Linked DNA regions of Ovis aries: region 1 is linked to region 2. The links are chromatin contacts, called in public Hi-C maps. All regions are on one chromosome and are shown on one strand. Each heading gives the region's core, a stretch centred on a gene start, on an enhancer-like site or on the middle of the called end of the contact. The rest is flanking DNA. Distances are from core to core; before and after follow the strand shown. Region 1 has its middle 91 kb from the start of BDH1. Region 2 has its middle 67 kb from the start of DLG1.

The links. A called contact is a pair of places that touch in the nucleus more often than the background predicts.
Region 1: a Hi-C map of hypothalamus shows a contact between it and region 2, with 3 times the contacts expected there. The contact joins two enhancer-like sites. A contact is called at or near these places in 3 of 16 Hi-C or Micro-C datasets (hypothalamus, skin fibroblasts and tail adipose tissue).

What each region holds. Positions count from the first base shown.
Region 1 is chr1:192,728,576-192,731,951 of ARS-UI_Ramb_v3.0, forward strand. No RefSeq gene overlaps it. Among named protein-coding and RNA genes, the nearest start is that of BDH1, 91 kb to the right of the region's middle. Within about 2 kb of position 1,661, at least 17 of the 54 cell types and tissues checked have an H3K27ac peak or open chromatin away from gene starts, as enhancers often do. A contact at or near this core is called in hypothalamus, where this site is marked.
Region 2 is chr1:192,661,581-192,664,991 of ARS-UI_Ramb_v3.0, forward strand. No RefSeq gene overlaps it. Among named protein-coding and RNA genes, the nearest start is that of DLG1, 67 kb to the left of the region's middle. Within about 2 kb of position 1,316, at least 23 of the 54 cell types and tissues checked have an H3K27ac peak or open chromatin away from gene starts, as enhancers often do. A contact at or near this core is called in hypothalamus, where this site is marked.

The DNA.
Region 1 (3,376 bases), core at 411-2,910, 67 kb after region 2:
AATGCCCACTTGCCCAGGCTGCTTTCATACCCAGCACTGAAACTTCAATAGATGCAGCAAAACAGGTGCAAACAGCCAGCAGGATGAAAGTCACAGAGAAGCTATCAGTGTCAAAATACGACAAACAACTCTGAATATCCTGTGGAGAAAAGGATCAGGCAAAGAGCAATGACTTCCAATGGACAAGTAGTGACTTCTGACAAGAAACAGTGATCTCTGTCAGGAGAGCAGGAATTTCAGACAGGAGAGCAGGGATTTTTTGACAGGAGAGCAATGATTTATGACAGGAAATCAAGGATTTCTGACAGAAAATGTTGACTTCTGACAGGATATTAGTGGATTTCTGACAAGAGAACAAGGATTTCTGAGGTGGTGATTCTTCTCAGAACAGTGATTTTTAAAAAGAAGAGGGGTGATTCCTGACACAGCAGTGATTTCTGACAGGAGACAGTGATTGCCGATGGGAGAACATGAATTTCTGATAGGACATTAATACCCATTACAGAGAAGAATAGTGATTTCTGACAGGTCTTTGACAGGAATGAGGATGAGGGCTTTTTTTTTTTCCCCAGGGAAGACAAAAAGGCAGCACAGAACAAACTGGAAAACAACAAGGACAAATCAAATTCCCTCTGGAAATAGCTGTTGGTCCTCAGTGTGAGGGCTTCCCTGGTGGTGCAGACAGCAATGAGTCTGCCTGCAATGCAAAAGACCTGGGTTTGATCTCTGGGTCAGGAAGATCCCCTGGAGGACAGAATGGCTACCCATTCCAGTATTCTTGCCTGAAAAATCCCATGGGCTGAGCAGCCTGGCAGGCTACACAGTCCATTGGGTCACAAAGAGACGAGACTGAGCGAACACTTCCTGAGGATGGATGGAGGGAGGTTCATCAGTAATAAGAACAAGCTGGATATGGGCAGGCTCAAATTGGTCAAGATCTTGGGTTCAGCATCTCATTTGGTGGATGGGAGACTGAGTAGGCTGGAGGCAGAGTGTATGGGAGACTTACATCACAGTTGTGAGCATAAAGAAGTGGGAAATGCATTCCCATCAAGGGACCCAGAGAAAGTGAGGGAAATCTGAGAATCTTCAAACCCCACCCCCCACCCCCAAAGCAGTAATAACAAAGCCTTGGTTCTGACTCAGGAAATTCTAGTGAAAGCTTTTGGCCCGTTAATTAATTACAGATTCTTGGCAAAGTGGGTAGGATCGGAAAGAAATGATCTCTGTAAAGCTGTAGCCCTATAGCTATTCAGGAACCAGATTCTAACTTGGTGAAAAGTCAGTCTTGTGGTAGAGAGGAACAGGAATGAAAGGATGTGGAGGTATGCGCCTCTGACAGAACCACCCCACTCAGATGGGAGAGTGTCCTGCGCCGCTGCACACCAAGCATGCGCCTGAGAGCTTCCACGCCGTTAGGTGGGAGGGGGTGCAGGGGGAGGGCGGGCGAGGGCGCAACCTGGCTTGGGTCACTAACAGGAGCCTTTTCCCGGAGGTGGTGAGGTTTCCTCAGAGGAAAAGCCCAGCAGTGCACTGCGAAGAAGGATATGTCTCAGAGGGGAAGGAACGCTTTTGCTTTTTTTTTTTTTCCCCTCAGACTGAGCTCTCATTGACCCCAGCTCCAAGCACAGCGTCCACCACGTGACTGGATTCCTGAAGGCTCGTAGCGCTAGGAGAATTCTAATTGTGCAGATCCCCAGAACAGCTGCAGCATCCCGAGCCAGGAGCGCCAGACTGGTACTTCCGACCGGATGCGGGGCTCAGCATAGCTCTTAAGACTCAGCCCTACGGGCCTGAGGCAGGGACCTCCCCCACCCCCACCCAACTTTTGCTCTCCACTGGGTCCCTTTCCTCCTAGAGATGCAGGGAGCAAGGTTTTCTTTTCAGCTGCTACCGCCTCTCCTCCCTCTAGGGATTCCTTTCAATCCCACGTTTGATTTGGAGGAGGAGGAATTCCCCAGCTTTCCCGCCCGCCCGCCACCCCTTGATGCCCCTAATTGGCCTTCCTGGTTGCTGCAGATGTCAACTGGGAATTAGGATGGTCATTATAAAATTACAGATAAGATTTTTTTTTTTTTTTGGTCTCAAATTTGCATTTCTGAAGATGCAGTGATTTTTCTCAGGAGATAGTAGTTTGCTGGCCCTGCCTCACTTTGACAACTGCCCTAACAGACCTTCCCCAGACAAAGACCTTTCTTGCAAGCCTGCCTGTGGAGGCAGGTGAAATCTATGTCCTTAGTAGGGATTCTTATTCCTTCATTGCCTGGGTCAGTGCTCATCCACAATTTCCCAAGGAGAGGAGTGGGAACCAGCAGGCTCTTCAGAGTCTCCAAATCAGTCCCCTTCTGTGAAGACTCGAAAAAGTCTTTCTAGCTGAATGACTTTAGGCACGTTGCTTAAGCTAGTTACCTCATCTGTAAAACAGGGATAAGAATGTTTACTTCACAAGATGGTTGAGGTGATTAAATGAGATTGTGCACGTGTGTGTGTGTGTGTGTGTGTGGTGTCTGGCACCCAGTAGGTTTTGTAAATTTGGTCCCTTTCTGACTGGGGTAAGCAGGGCCACAGGAGGAAGCATCGTGTAGTTTGGCCTAGTCTGAAGGGACCCGGCTGGGCAGATGAGCCAAGGCTGAGATACCCTGGGTCCTTTACTCTCAGTGTCAGGTATTCTGGCTGGGGCTTTTCTGCATGAAGACAGTGTCTCTCCTGCACAAAGGAACTTAGGCAAGCAGCAGCCCCTGGGTGTCTATGCTGGCACCCAGCCCACCCTGCTGGAGAAAGAGAGAATGGCACTTGTAAGGCTAGCCTTTATTATCACCCCCTGCCTCACAGTTAGACCAGGTTCCCCTCTTCTGCTTGTCATGGGAGGCCTTGGCCAGGTGGAGAGCAGCTGCCAGTACGATGAGCTCCTGGTCTCCCTTTAGAGGGGTCTCCTTAAGTGTTGTGGGGAGTGGGGGCAGACTGCTTGCACTGGGGCTCTTAAAAAGCACTCCTCCTCCCAGCAGGCTTCTCATGGGGGTGATTTGCAGGGTCTCAAACTCAGAACCATTACTTTTATATCCCAGGGCCCCCAAAGAGACTCTCTTTACCCAAACAGGTCCCCTTCCTTTTCCCCAACAGTTCAGTTCAGTCGCTCAGTCATGTCCGACTCTTTGCAACCCCATGAATTGCAGCACGCCAGGCCTCTCTGTCCATCACCAACTCCTGGAGTTCACTCAGACTCACGTCCATTGAGTCGGTGATGCCATCCAGCCATCTCATCCTCTGTCGTCCCCTTCTCCTCTTGCCCTCAATCTTTCCCAGCATCAGGACCTTTTCAAATAAGTCAGCTCTTCACATCAGGTGGCCAAAGTATTGGAGTTTCAGCTTCAACAGC
Region 2 (3,411 bases), core at 66-2,565:
ACTCAATACTCAGTGCTTTGTAATAATCTATAAGGGAAAAGAATCTTTAAAAGAAAAAAAAAATATATATATATGGGTGTGTGTTGTTGTTATTGTTCAGTCACTAAGTCATATCTGACTCTTCACAGCCCCAAGGACTGTAGCCTGCCAGGCTCCTCCTCCATGGGATTTCCCAAGCAAAAATACTGGAGTGGGTTGCTAGTTCCTTCTCCAGGGGATCTTCCCAACCCAGGGATTGAACCTACCTCTTTTGCATTGGCAGGAGGATTCTTTATCACTGAGCCACCAGGTAAGACCATATGTGTGTGTGTGTGTGTGTGTGTGCGCGCGCGCACATATGTGTGCATATACATGTATGTATACATGCATGTATGTGTGTGTATATGAAACTGAATCACTGTGCTATACCTGAAACTAACACATTGTAAATCAACTATACTCTAATAAAAACAAAAGCATCCTGGGCTTGTGACCAGGGAAGTGAACTATTTCCTTCAGGGTTAGAAATATCCTCCACACCTAGGTTAGGAGTAGGGTGAGGCAAGTGAAGCACCAAGGATGTACAATTTAAAGAGATGCTCATTGTCAAGGCCATGTAAGTGCAGGGTAGGCGCCTGAAAGTACCTCCTTCCATGTGTTTCCCAGGTGCTACCCTACCTCATCTAGACCTGCTCCACCTCCTGTCCAGGTAAGCTCCTTCCCTAGTCCGATTTGAAGAGGTTATCCAGGCCGTAAGTCTCTCCCCTTCAGAAGGCACAGGACAATTGCAGATGAAAATGTCATGGGGCCAAGAGACCTCTGGGGAATGGGCTGGGGAAGATAGTGAGCAGAAAACCAAAGAATGAACAGACTAAATCATTACCTAAAGACTTTGCCAGTTTCTGGGATGAGAATGACCCGACATGACCACTGGCTGCAAGATACAGCTTAGTCATTTCCACCAGGCCTCTGAAGCCAGGACATTTTGGTTTAACTCACTATGGGGGAGGGTGGACAAGACCAGGATTCTTCAGAAAGGGATTCAAGTTGCACAAACCAAAGTATGTTCATGTTCTGTTCCAGTCACAGAGACAAAGTGGGTGTGCCTGCCTCCAGCAGTGTGTGGGAGAGTTCCAGGGAACCTGCCTGGCTCTTGGTTGCTCATCATTTGTCTCACCCAGAAATCCGTCCCTGTGGCAATGAATCAGAAATCGGCACCATGGAAGGCAGACTTCTGAGGAGCATTTGGAACTAATTAGTTGGTTAGTGTGAGCTCAGGGCTCTAGTGAATGGCCCAGTACTGTGTGAAACCTCGGGCTTTACACCCTGGGACAAATGCCTTCTTTGTCAGTAATAAGTGACCTTTGTTTCCCTCTGCCCTGCCCCCTCCACCTCCCTGCCTCATCCTGGCCTCAGCCCAGATCCCGGGTGACCCAGAAGGAAACCTGACCTGGCCTTGACGATGGAGTTGGGCACCCTGAGCCTCCGTACGGGGGGATGGGTGTCATTCTGTGTTTTAACTCGAAGCTGTTCTTACAGTGGGTAGGGACAAGGGCCCTGGGCTTTAGGAGCAGAGCTGTGTTCTGACCCATGCTCAGTTATGTCCTTTTTCTCAGTTTTGACAGTAGGGGAGAGATGTCAAAGTCAGCAGAGGCAGAGTAAGGAAACCAGAGACTGACCCCTCCCATCACACGGCTGACTCCTAATTGCCCCCCAGGGCCCCTACAGCAGTCTCTGATCCCAGGTCACTAACCTTCAATCCTGAACCAGTTTCCTTTAGAATGAGAGTTTGAAGTCTGACTTCCTTCTGATCTGCAGGCTCGGCCAGATCTGCCAGCAGAGGGGATCTGCCTGCCTTCAGGACTCTGGAGATGGTTAACATGCGAGGAGCCATTGAGGCTTCCTAATGGACTAGGCCACGTCTTTCTTTCTCAATCTTGATTTCTGCTGAAAGAAGCAGCATCAATGACCCATAAAACTTGAGAGCTTTTCCCTTTGCGAGGATCTATTAATCTCTTCCGATCGCCAGCAGCTAACCCATCTGCAACACACCTGGGCTTGATTTAATTAATGTGCAAAGCAAAAGATCATGAGGCAGGTAAAAATGTGTAATTGGCAATAGTATCTTAAGATTTTCTTTGTTGGTTCCCCACTCCTCCTCCTTCCAGGCAGTGGGAGGGCATGAGAAGGAGCCAAAGGCAAATAGAGTTTAATTCCATCTTGAGTAATTACTCCGGAAAGTCCTCTAAAAAATTGCTGGCTGTTTAATTCAGCAATTTGAACTCTCATTTGGGAACATCATCAAACTGTAAATGCTTTGATCCTTTTTATGCTTCTGTACATAAGGGAAACCAAGTACACCTAATTCCTATGCCATGTTGTCATAAGCATTAGAAACTCTTGGCACACGGCCACGGGTAGGATGCTCGAGAGGGGCTGGCTTTGTCAGAGAAGGAAATAGCTGGTTGCCTTGAAGTGAACATCATAAGAGAAGCCAAGAGGCTGGTGCTCTGTGAGGCCAGTGGCTCACGAGATGACACTGGACAGGACGTGCCCCCTCCTGACCACCACTTTCTAGTCTTAAAATAAGTGACAATGTCAGATGACTTCTAAATTTCGAAGTCCCCCCTCCCCCAGCCACCTAAGATCTGCCGTTCTTTGTTTCTAGGAAACACATTCGTTTCTCACACCACAAACCCAGAGGTGAGGAAGGTAAAGCAAGGGCAACTAGGTCCAGAAACTTGCTCTGCAGGCTTGATTATCAAAATGTTTAAGGAAAAGATAACCAGCTGTGGATTATGAGATTTCTTTGAACAGTGAAACACTTCGGATGTGGTGCAGAGCCTGTAGCCACAGAAGAGAAAAAAAATTAACTGGCCTCTGGGAGGGTTTGTGGGGTGCCTGTGACCTCAGCCTTAATCAGCATCTCATGCTTTCCTGCCTACAACACTAGAAAACCACATGGGTTTTAGGCGATTACTCAAACCAATGCCATTGCCTCCCATGCAATGCATGCTCTTCTTTTATGAAGGAAGGAAAGCAGAACTGGGGCAACAGGGGCAGAGATGTATTCATTCATACCTTCACTCAGGCATTTATTCAACAGATCCTGCTAAGTCACTTCAGTCGTGTCCAACTCTGTGCGACCCCACAGATGGCAGTCCACCAGGCTCCCCCGTCCCTGGGATTCTCCAGGCAAGAACACTGGAGTGGGTTGCCATTTCCCTCTCCTAATCCCCTGTAATACATGAGACCCTAGGAGGAAGTAGGGAATGGATGAAGCCAATTCAGAGGCTGTCAATGATTCTTTGAGCACCTACGTTCATATTCTTGGCAATTTCAGATTATGTAGTAGATCTGTAACAAGAGGAAGTCATTCACAAGGAGACTTCTCTTCTACTTCTTAATGAGCCTGGATGGTCACAAGTCCTT